Regions from separate parts of the Mus musculus genome. Here region 2 is linked to region 1. Evidence: chromatin contacts called from public HiChIP or PLAC-seq data. All regions are on one chromosome and are shown on one strand. The core of a region is the stretch at or near the end of the contact, and the rest is flanking DNA. Distances in the headings are between cores, read along the strand shown. Region 1 holds the start of Fzd10 (frizzled class receptor 10). Region 2 has its middle 19 kb from the start of Gm33931.

The links. HiChIP or PLAC-seq counts read pairs in DNA pulled down with a chosen protein or histone mark.
Region 2: a contact with region 1 is called in an H3K27ac HiChIP or PLAC-seq map of double positive thymocytes, with 2.7 times the contacts expected there. The contact joins the enhancer-like site here to the promoter of Fzd10 in region 1. A contact is called at or near these places in 3 of 484 Hi-C or Micro-C datasets (epidermal suprabasal cells, myocytes and palatal mesenchyme), 8 of 115 datasets of contacts at active chromatin or transcription factors (the SCID.adh cell line, craniofacial prominence, double positive thymocytes and 3 more) and 3 of 9 other capture datasets (adipose tissue, liver and pancreatic islet).

The regions. Positions count from the first base shown.
Region 1 is chr5:128,597,905-128,603,548 of GRCm38.p6, reverse strand. It overlaps Fzd10 (frizzled class receptor 10), which reads right to left and starts at 2,443. Exons shown (of 1, transcript NM_175284.3): 1 at 1-2,443. The coding sequence starts at 2,331. The coding sequence ends at 583. Fzd10os (frizzled class receptor 10, opposite strand) reads left to right here and starts at 2,862. Exons shown (of 6, transcript NR_015517.2): 1 at 2,862-3,012.
Region 2 is chr5:128,635,034-128,641,155 of GRCm38.p6, reverse strand. No RefSeq gene overlaps it. Among named protein-coding and RNA genes, the nearest start is that of Gm33931, 19 kb to the left of the region's middle. Within about 2 kb of position 4,640, at least 22 of the 459 cell types and tissues checked have an H3K27ac peak or open chromatin away from gene starts, as enhancers often do. A contact at or near this core is called in the SCID.adh cell line, craniofacial prominence, double positive thymocytes and 1 more, where this site is marked.

The sequences.
Region 1 (5,644 bases), core at 1,194-3,693:
GGGGAAGTGACTCTCTTTTAAGGGATCTGCAGGCAGACCTTGGGCTGGGGGGGGTGTCACCTCTTTTATCCCCTCTCCTCCTCACCTTCCCTCCCACCCATACAGCAGCCTAGCTGGGGGAGTGAGGGAGGGAGAGCAGGCCCTTGGGTGGCTCACTGGCTGCCCCCCCCCCCCCCCAGGAAAGCTCTTTAGCTTACAAAGGAGCTCTCCAGCCTCAAGTTTATGCACAGGCAGCAAAGCCTTCTGAATACACAGCTGTGTGCTTGAGGCCTAAACAAAAGTTTTCTGGAGGGCGGTTGAATCAACTACTTTACCACAAATTAGTTACACAAGAGGCTCCCTCCTTAATGAGCGACCCTTCAGGGAGGCAACAAACTGAACAGAACCCTTTACATTCAGCTGTTCTGAACCTCAAGGTAGACTTCATGTATGTGTAAATATATGCATATATATGCACATGCATACACATACATGTATATATATATACATATTCTTTTTACTTTGATTTACCAACAACCAGCCAACCAAGAAAAGCTGCCCATTTGGGCTCCGAATGTCCTGTTCTTGCAGCCAGCTCTGCCTTCACACGCAGGCTGAAGGCTGGGCGGGCAGTTCATACTTCCCAAGGTGAGGTTTTTGGGGGTGCTGGGCTTTTTTGTAGATCCCTGCACTGGTGACCACACTGGCTGGTTTCCTCCGGCTTTTTCTCTTTAGCCCCCGGCTGCATACGTGTTGCCAGGACTGCAGGGTCTTGGAAGTCCAGACCCACACCCCACTGGTGATGCCCACCACCAGCAGCATGGACACTTTGACCATGAAGACCTCCACGGCAGGGATGGAGGTGGTCATCAGGCAGTCAGGTGTCTTGGTCTGATTGTTCATCTTACACTTGTGCTGGGTGGCCAGCATCTTCCAGTAGTCCATGTTGAGGCGTTCATAAAAATAGCAGGCAATCACACAGGTGGCCGGCACAGTGTAGAGGAGGGAGAAGACCCCTATGCGTACCATGAGCTTCTCCAGCTTGTCCGTGTTCTCCCCACCCGTTTTCATCACCCTCCGGATGTGGAATAAAGCCACAAAGCCGGACAGGATGAAGGAAGTGCCGATGACTAGGTAGCAAGCCAGCGGGACCAGCACGAAGCCGGTCAGAGCATTGACATCCATGCTGCCCACATAACACACACCAGTGAGCTCATCCCCTGCCACCCTGCGCATCACCAAGATCAAGATAGTCTTCACAGCCGGGATGGCCCAAGCTGCCAGGTGAAAGTAGCTGCTGTTGGCTTCAATGGCCTCATGGCCCCACTTCTTTCCAGCAGCCAGGAACCAAGTGAGGGTGAGGACCACCCACCATAAAGAGCTGGCCATGCCGAAGTAGTAAAGTACCAAGAAGACTAAGGTACAGCCCGTGCTCTCCAGTCCTTCCTGGATAACATACAGCTGCCCACTGTCCCGGTCACAAGCGATGCTCTCCGCGCCCGCGAAGAGGCGGATGATATAGCCCACCGAATAAACGCAGTAGCACATGGAGAGGAAGATGATAGGACGTTCGGGGTACCTGAAGCGCGATGGGTCGATGAGGAAGGTGAGCACGGTGAAGGCGCTGGAGAAGAAGCACAGCACGGACCAGATGGCCAGCCAGACCACAGCGAAGCGCTTGTCGTCGCGGCTCCAATACACATCCACCCCCGGAGTGCAAAGCGGTGCGCAAGATTCGCTCTTCTCCACATGGTGGAACTTGCCTGGGTTGTCACAACCTGCGCGCCCCGGACCCCCGTCCTTTAGTGGGTGCTCCTGCGCGCTGTGGGGCCTCTGGGGCCTGAAGAGCGGAGGAAACATGCCAGAGCCCCGGCTGGGCTCATCCGAGCCGTTGTTGGGTGCCTCCATGCACAGGTAGTTGGGGTCGTTCTTGTTGGGGAGCTTGCTGCAATCCAGGGAGTCCGGCCACCTGAATTTGAACTGCTCCATGATCGGCGAGCACTTGAGCCGGGCCTGCTCGCACATGACCCGGCAAGCAGGGATGGGTGTGGAGACCTGCTCGGTGCACATGGGCGCGTACAGCGAACACAGGAAGAAGCGAAGGTGGCTGTGGCAGCCGTACTCCACGAGCGGCGCGAACTCGTGCAGTTGGATGGCCGCCTCGCGCTGGTTCTCGTGACCCATCAGGTTGGGCATGCGGGTGGTGTTGTAGCCGATGTCCTTGCACATGGGAATCTCCACCGGCTGGCACTTGCCGTCTCCAGGGCGCTCTAAGTCCATGGAGCTGATGGCCGTGCACGAGCCTATCATCACCTGCAGCACCAGCCACAGGCGCGGGCCCGGGTGTTGCATGGTGGCGCCCTCAATGTCCCAGCGCCGCTCAGGGCCGCCGCTCCCGGGCACGGGCTGTTGCTGCTGCCCGCGGCTCCGCGCCCCGGCTCGGGCCCCCGCGCATGCCCATCCAGTCTGGCCGGAGCGCTCGCGGCGCCCGGGGCCACCGCGGTGGGCGCGCGGCCTCAGCGGAGTCGGGGGGCGGCGGGGGAGGGGAGCGAAGTTTGCAAACAATACGGCGGAGCGAGCGCCGCTCAGCGCGCAAACTTTGGCCTCTTCTTCCGGGCGCGGGCGATCGCGGACCGCGGTGGGGCAGCGCGGGCACACCGTGGCCCTGGGCCCTGGAGCTCCTCCCTCCCGGCGCCCGCAGCTGCTTCCAGCACGGCGTCCCGGGATGAGAAGACTTGCAAAGAGGCAAAGAGTAGCAAAGAGGGAAAAAAAAAAAAAAAAAAAGCAAAGCCGATTGGTGACAGGCCCCGCCTCCGCCCGCCGCCCCGCCCCGCTGCTGCTTTGCATCAGAAAGCCTTGCGCCCCGGGCAGCCTCCGCCCTCAGCCCCAGCTTGGGGCTGGACCCCAGCCTCCAGCCTCACCTCCTGCCGGCCTCTCTGCTTGCCCTCCCCGCCCCAGAGGGGGGGTGGGAGGCCTTGAGATTGTCCCCGGTACCCCAAGGACGCCGAGGTTACGGGAAGTTTGGGGACTCGGGTAAGGGTGGTCCTCACCCGGGGTTGGGGGCTGGGGACGCATCTTCTACTTTTACGACCGGGCCCTGGCGGAGGGCACTTTCAAAGAGACACGGGATTTGCGTTTTATGACCGTGCTCATAAAAAAGTGGCCCCTCGGCTTGTAAAGCTGCCCGCATCTTCCCGAAGCCGGGGGTTTGCTGCCCGGGGCGCGGAGCTCGGACTCCGGGGAGGGGCTGCCTTTGAAATTTCAAAAGGGCCGAGTGCAGGGGAGGGGGAGGGGACTTGGGAAGCCGGAGTTTAGGGCCTCTTCTGCAAGGTCTACTCAAAGAAAGAAGGGAGGGGGCGGGGAGGAGACTTTCCGGGCCGCTGACACCCCGCACCCCGAGAAGAGGGGCTTGGCTTGAATCGTGGTGACCCTTGCCCCGCCAAGGCCACCGTGTTGGGGACCATCGCGCCAAGCCGGCTGGTGGTTTCTCCAAGCGGCTGAGTTTATTTATTATAGGAAGTTGTGTATTTATATTATTTGGCGAAAGATGTGCTCGGCCTGCGTCCTCCTGGGAGGCGGAGGCTGAGCCCCGGCCTACACGCGCACGGCTGGTTCCCACGCAGAGTGGTGGGGCCTCTCCGTGCCTTGCTATGCTGGCTCCTGCCCCTTGGTTGGTTTTGGGCTAATCTGTGATAAGGACACAGAGCTTCAACCTCCTTCCCCCGCACAGGGAGTGAGTGCACCATGGGAGCCCACCGCAGTCCTTAGATGTCCGAGAGATCTGGGGTGCGGCACCTGTCGCGGACTCTTGGCTTTGGATAAACAGCCCTCAGGGCGGTGGCCCACTCTCTCCTTAGACCCCACCCCACCCCCATTCAGGTCTGCGTTTTAAGTGTCTGGGAAACTACCAGGACCTCCAGTGCGGACTCCCCCAACTGCATAGGTGCAGCTAAGTCCCCTGCTCATCTTTCGGCCAGTCAGTCTTGCGCACCCCAGGGCCGAGTTGGGTGCACAGATGCCTGGAAGCCTTCAGTGGCTCCAGCCAAGCCAGGAACGAGGCTACCCAGGACCCCTCCTCCCCGCCCTGCCTTGCGCTTCCTGCAGAGGATCGACTTCTAATTAAAACAAGGCTTCAGCGTCCCATCTGCAGGGAGTTCTTCCTCTTTACCCCCCTTTCATTTGTCAGACATAGCGGACAGACCTGAGGCTGGGACACTCCCAGGACCTGCTGAGTCCTGGGGGTGGGGGGCGGAGGGGTGTGCACAGGCTCATGCCTCACCTTTAGATCCCCTGGTCCCCTCTGCCTTTCACGGGAGGAAGTTGGATCCGTGGAAACAGCGGTCCGGAAGACTGAGGTTAACACAGTCAGAATCACCACCCACCACCGTGTTAGTGACCCAAGAAAAACCTGCGGTGTGGTGAACGCTTGCGGCTTGGATAAGGATGGTTTACTTAGATATTTATAGTTTAGTACGCTGTTTCCAAAACCTTTTAAGTCAGGTAAGATTCTTGGGCTATCGCTTAGCTTTAAGACAGACTAGTTTGCAAGGGGTCCTTCCTGACACTTTTGCCTTCCGTTTTCTCTCTCTCTCTCTTCTAATTCCACACTCCCCCCCCCGCCCCTTGGGGCGTGGGGGGCGTGGAAGTAGCCTGGGTGAGCTCAGCTCCGGAGCAGGGTGTGAGCTATTTGAGACTGCCCCACGTAATTGGTCTTTTATGCTCTGGTTACTTCTACAGTGTTCCGACCTTTTATTTTAGCTATGATCACTTCACGTTCCTTTCTTCTCTCCCCCAACCCCCGGGACTCCCTTAAAATATATTAAGAGAAGAAAAAGCTAACAGAATTTCTTCCATCTGCCCAACCTAGTATAGAAAAAGAAAGGAAAGCAACAAATAGACATTAGTATCTAAAAATAAGGGCCCCGAGATAGCGAGAGTGGAAGGCAACGCTAATAAATGAAAGGACCCCTTTGATGGCTCCAGCTGAAAAGATATTTTATTTTTCTCTCTCCTGTGTGTGGGATTTGAGACGAGTGACTCCAGAGCAGCCGGGTCCCCTGCTGCTCAGCCCTGGCTCGGAAACCGGCCCCCCTCTGGCAAGCGTTATGGAGAGCTGGGAGGAATTTTATGGCTGTCTCTCTCCCCTCGGCTCTTTTTTTTCTTTTGTCTTCTTTGAAGAACGACTTTAGACATTTTATTTACATATTTAACCAGGGATAAAAGAGGGAAGAGAAAGCTTTGGGGTGGGGTGGGGGGGACTGGCCTGGGAATAGAGCTATGTTTAAATTAATGGAAATCTTATTAGGTTTCTCAAAATTTGAGCAAGGGTTTCTAATGAAACTTGATAATTAAACATGATTTTAAATAGCATCCTAGAGCAAAGGGTACTTTGGACCCCAAATCTCCTAATATATCTATCTACGTGAGATTTCAAAATACTGTCTGTAGATATTAGCGTAGAGTTCTTGCAAATGTCTACCAAGGAGAGTGCAAGGTATTCTGGAAGGAATACTCTTTAAGAGTCAGATGGTGTCTTGAGTTAAATAATTTTGGAGGTGGTGGGGAGTTGAAAGGAAGGCCCTGTTTAATTGGTAAAGTCAGAAGTTAAAAAAAAAAAGAAAAGATTCTCTGCCATGGGTCTCAGTGGTAATCAAAGCTGCATCCT
Region 2 (6,122 bases), core at 3,391-5,890, 35 kb before region 1:
AGAAGGTCTTGAAGCTTCTTCATCTCCCATGGCTGGGTTGTCAAGTCATACAGCAGTCTCGTGCTCCTGTTTCAGTGGGCCTGGGAACCCAGCCTCCTTGTCTGCAATGATCTGGCTGCTCCAGACAGAAAGAAAAAGTATCCCCGATGGGCAAGGTGGGCAGGGATGTTTGCAAAGGGCTTCAGACCCACAAGAGGCCTGGAAGCTGGTGAGGTGACAGCTGGTCAGTGTGACAGCACTTGGCATTAAAGTAAACTATAAATGGTGACCGTCACAAGGCTCATGCTACATGCATCCTATGTTGGTGTTTACACCACTTGGGGTTTTGATTGGTTGGTTGGTTAGTTTGGTTTGGTTTTGGTTTTGGTTTTTTTGGATGCATTGCATACAAGCCAGAGACCGGAAGTAGAAACTTTGGTTTTCTTGAAGGTTTGGAGTTGCCTGCCTGTGTCTAAGGCCACCAGTTCCCGAAGCCCAGTTCCTATGAGCAGGATCGGCCAGCCTGGGCTCTTGGGAAGTGCAATGTGTTAGTGGTCTTGTCAGGGCTGCAGGCAATGCCATGCCTTAGCCGCTTCTGAGGCTGAGGCAGCAGAGTCACAAGTTTAAGGCCCATGTAGACTACAGACTGGCCAATGTGGGGAATTTAGGGACAGCTTGCCTTAAAATTAATAGTAAAAGGAAGGGCTGTGTAGATAATTCAATGGATTGAGCAATTACTGTGTCATTGTGAGGACTGGAGTTCACATCTCTCAAAACCCACCTATAATTCTAGCACTAGGAAGTCAGAGACAGGGAATCCCAAGGCAAGCTGGGTCAGGGCCAGCTGTAGTCAGCATGAGACCTTGCCACAATAAATAAAGTGAGGAGTGATTAAAGAAAATGATCAAAGTCATCTTTGGGTCACCACGTGTACATGTACTCACATACATGTGAACATGCACACATGTGGAAAACAGTGAAAGAGGGCTGGGCATGTAGCTCAGAGACAGAGTGTTTGCCTAGCATGTGTGAAGTTCTGAGTTCAAATCCCATCCCCCTCCCCAATACTCTCTCCCTCTCCCCCACCCCCTCTACTGGCTGAGTTTGTGTGTTAACTTGACACAAGTTAGAGTCATCAGAGAGGAAGGAAAACTTGAGGAAGGCGTCTCCATGAGATCCAGCTGTAAGGCATTTTCTTAATTAGTGATCAATGTAGAAGGATCCAGACCATGGTAGGTGGTGCTATCCCTGGGTTGGTGGTCCTGAGTTCTAGAAGAAAGCAGGCTGAGCAAGCCAGGGGAAGCAAGCCAGTAACCAGCACCCTCCATGGCCTCTGCATCGGCTCCTACCTCCAGGATCCTGCCCCAACTTCCTCCAATGACGGACTATGATCGGAAGTGTAAGCTGAATAAACCTTTCCTGTCTATTTTGCTTTTTGGGTCCTGGTGTTTCATTGAAGCAATAAAACCCAAACCTAAGCCACACACACACACACACACTGCTATGACTTGGTGCCATTTCAGCCCACGGATGGGACATCAGTCACTTCGGGTCACATATGGGCAGGATTTGATGAAGCACACATTCTATCAAACATCAGATTTTTGTTGTTGTTAATGATGGTTAGAATAACAATACAAAGTGAAGGAGCCTAGTCTCAAGTCATGGCCTGGATAGTTGAGAAGGGGCCTAACATGGGGATCAGGAGACCCAGGGAGTCTTGAGGTGGCACAGAACGAGGCCTGGAACAAGGTAAAACTTTGCTGAATGCTCGTCTCCTGAAACCGCAACATACCAAGTAGATGAAATGCCTGTCATATCAAAGCTTGTGGAAGTGTGGAAGCAGCTGTCCCAAGAATCAGGGCATGCAGCAGGTGTATTCAAAAACACCTTATGGTCCCCCATGGTGGGTCTCCTCCAGGCTCCTGACACTTCCTGTGGCCTCGTTCATTGCCTGCGAAGCTAGGTTTGCCACATTCTCGGAAGCCAGCTATTTCTAGCCAGCTTCATTCTTAAAATGTTCCTTCTGCCCTCTTCTTTCTCAACACCTCCTCTCATTATGCATGATTCTGCTTCTTGCTTACTGAGGTCGCATTTCATTGCAGAAGCTAAAACACCGAAGGCAGAAGGTAAGACTGGGAGACGTGAGTCCAAGGCTTACGGGAACTTCCGGTCTCTGGAGTGCTGACTGCCACAGGCTATGGCAGCATCTACCCGCATCCTGTGATTCCTGCTTTGTGTTTGGACAGCTGTCTGCCTAACCCCTGACACGCAGGTCAAAGCTCCCAGCTCCTGACCTTGACCATCCAGGGAAGAGGGGAAGCAAGCTTCCAGTTGATAGAAAGTCTCTCCAGGAAGTGGGTCAAGATGAAGAAGCCGCTGCCCCCTGCAGACTCATTGTGGCAAGAATAACTTCAAGGAGCTTGGCGTATTGTGTGTGTGTGTGTGTGTGTGTGTGTGTGTGTGTGTTGGGAGGGGCACGACGCACGAGCACTGTTCATTATAGCACCTGAACCATGCTTTCAGGAGGCTGCAGATGAAACACTTGTTAGTCCACACAATAAATGAAGCTGTGAGCCAACCTGGACCACTCTAAGACTTCAAATGGGACCATGTGTGTGTGTGTGTGTGTGTGTGTGTGTGTGTGTGTGTGTATTTTCCACACATCATCTAGTGCTTTTGCAGAGACACCATGCTGTGCTGGGTCACAGTCGATAGCAGCAGAGCTCAGATCCATTAGAGAGCTACTGAAGAACCAAACCAGACCAAATTAGAATCCTTGTCTGCTAGAATAGCCAGCTTTCTACAAACGTGGCTTTGAAAGCGACTTGCCCCCCTCAGAAATGAGATGCCTGTCTTCCTCAGACCCTATTTCCTAGGCTAGCCCCCACTGCAGAGAGAACCAAGCAAGATGGCAGTGAACCCACAAGGTATCCCCAGGAGTACCCAGGGCCTTCCCAAAAGTCATCCCTCTATAGAAACGATTTCTGGGTTGGGGTGGAAGCCAGAGGTGGCCGGCAGGAGTGAGGAGCCCTGGAGTCACCCCTCTACACTCCTCCTTGACTGACTTCTGCTTCCTTCCTTCCTTCTCTGTGGGTGTGATGGCCTCAGGGGCGGGGGTGGGGTGGGGGTGGGGTGGAGGCAGGGAGGGTGAAACATTCACCAGGCAGAGTTGGAAAAGAGAGGCGGAGGACTGAACTACTGGTGTAGCAGAGGCACAAGCTGGGTGGACCATGGCCTGCGTGTGAGAGCAGAAACTCAGTAACGGTACCTGTCAGTCCCCTGCATTATATCCCTGGAGCAAGTCTGCCCTATCCACCTCACAGATGGAAGAGTAAGCCAGGCTTGGGGGGGGGGGGGCGCGGCCACAAACCGTTTGAGGTGTCACCCGTCTAAACCGCAGGACATGATGTGCTGGTGACTTGCAGCAGAGCTGAGTCACCTGTGCAGCTGAGACTCTTGTTTGTTTTAATTCACCCTCCCAGGGCTTGGGAGCATCCTCGTCTTAATTCACAGTAAAGCCCGGACAGTGCTAGAGCTCTCTAGCCATCTCACAATGTATTTTGGAGCTAGCTCAAAACGTACAAACTAAAACAGGTCTCCAGGGAGCTGGAGAGCTCCCAGCACCTACGTGGAAGCGCGCAACCTTCTGTAACTCCAGTTTCTAAGGATCTGGCACGCCCTCTTCTGGCCTCCATGAGAACTACATGCACGTGGAGCACAGACATACACATAAGCGGAACACACTCATGCCCAGAAAATAAAAATAGACGAAATTTAAAAAGCTAGCTTCAGGACACTGCTGTGGGACCCTCCGTGAGCCAGTCCCATTCTTCCCTTCCGAGACAGCTGCTGAGCGCCCAAAGCCCCACCACCACCACGTGACTTTTTTTTTCCTTTTGGGGGACTCATTGGACGCAGATGTGCTGATGAGAGGCCAGCTGTCTTTGATTAAGGCAGAGATTAAGAGATTTTGAAAACTCAGGAACAATGTATTCCTCGATGTTTTGCATTTTAGGAAGAGTTGAATAAAGTTTTGAAGTGCTGAATTAGCTATGCAATGCAGCGGGATCGCCTTTGTTTTCCAAGACAAGTAAATATTTTTAAAGCTCTCGGTTTTAATTTGCAACTGGATATAGGTGTAACTAACATGAAAAATGATCTGTTGCCCCCAAGTAGGTATAAAGACTGTTCGTTGTTGTTGTGTTTTTGTTGTTTTCAAACTCAAAGTTTGTGACATGCTTATCGGTGAGACGCCAGAGAAGCCCTGAATCCTGCGCATGCGCGCACATGCACGCACAGGCTGTTGTTCTATGATGTTCTCTCAGCAAAACAGCCTTCTTTTTTCATCACAGCAGCTGTGCTCACATGTGAGCATCCACAGGAGCAGCCTGGGAACTGTTGATGTTCTCTGAGAAGTAGGGTGTGGGGAGGGTTATAGGTACCTTCACGTGGGTGTGGGTGTGTGGGGATATATATATCTATACCACCCCTGAATGACAATATTCGTGGTGAGTGTTTCCTTGACTGTGACTCCTTCTGTGCTTTGGACTCTTCACTTTCCGGACAGGGTGAGCTGTAGAAAAAGCCACCCTACTCTGTCCTCCTGCTCCATCGGTGGATCTCCTGTTAGGATGCATTCCACCACCCCCGTGACTAAAACCAGATGTTGCATGGGAACAAGGAAATGGAGCAAAAGATAAAACACAGCCACCATGTGGGCCCCACCTGCAGATAAGTGTCGGACGCCCCAAATCAGGACACCCAAAGGTGTGTGGTGTGAGCTGTGTTCACCGACCACAGCCTAGGACTCGGTTCGAAAGTTTAACTGAGCAGGGCTGGAGAGATGGCTTGCTGCTTGTTCAAGAGTGCTTGCTGCTCTTGCAGAGGACCGAGTTCCGTTCCTAGCAGCCACCATGTTTGTTGGCTTCCAACAGCCTGTGAATTCTATCCCAAAGGATCTAATGTTCTCTTCTGACTTCCAGAGCCACTGTACACACACACACACACACACACACACACACACACACACAGAAAGAGAGAGCTGAGATATAATATTAATAAATGAGGAATGATGTTAATTAAAGTAATTAAGTGGGGGTTGAAGGTGAGGCTCAGGGGTGGAGAGCTTGCCTAACATGCACAAAAGCCCTGAGTTCAATCCTTGGCGTGGGCTAAATCAAGTATGGGAGTGCACACCTAAAACCCCAGTACTTGGGAGACAGAGGCAGGAGGATCAGGAGTTCAAGGTCATGCCAACTACCTAGTGAGTTTGAGGCTAACCTGGGCTACACAAGACCCTGTCATGATAAGAATGATGATAATAACAGTGAAATAAGAAATTGGGGTAAACAAACATACCAGTTAAGTAAAAGCAAAAGGGTTCATAAATAGACTACCCAAGGACATTCGTGTATATTTTTAAAATAATGTACGTACTAGGAAGGGTTCCCCAGCACATCGTTGAGGCGCTGAAACATGAGGCCTTGAATAGATTGACACTTTTTTTTTTTTTTTTACAATTTTGTGTGTGCATGTGTGCACATGTGCTGGTGAGCACACACATCTGAGTAGCACAGAATGCGCGTGGAGATCAGAGGACAACGTTCAGGAATTGACTCTCTCCTTCCACTGTGTAGGTCCTGGGATCTGATACAGGGGGTCAGGCTTGGCAGCAGGCGCCTTACCCCCACTGAGCCATCTCGCCGGCCCTGGTTGATGGTCCCTTTAGAACTCGTAAAACCCTAAAGCTCTCAAAGCTACCCAAATAAATGAGTACATGAGACACACTTTAAAACACAGTTCCTGTGATATATATGTGTGTGTCATATATGTCGCCTGACAAAGTTTAATTTCAAACGTCACGCATGAGGATAATAAGATCGCAAAGGGAATAATGAGGAGCCTACATCTGTCCACAGGGCTGAGGATGGACGAGGGTGTTGAGTGAATAAAGGTAGAACCTGTATTGCCAGATCATCAGAGGCCATGGAGATGAGGTCATTTAAATTGCATTATTGATACGGGGATAAAATTATAATGGTTATTGAATAGAAAATCCAAGGAGAGGATAAATATAGTTGACACATACAAACATTTCAGATTATTAGAGAGATTAATGTGGAAATACTAGAATAACCCTG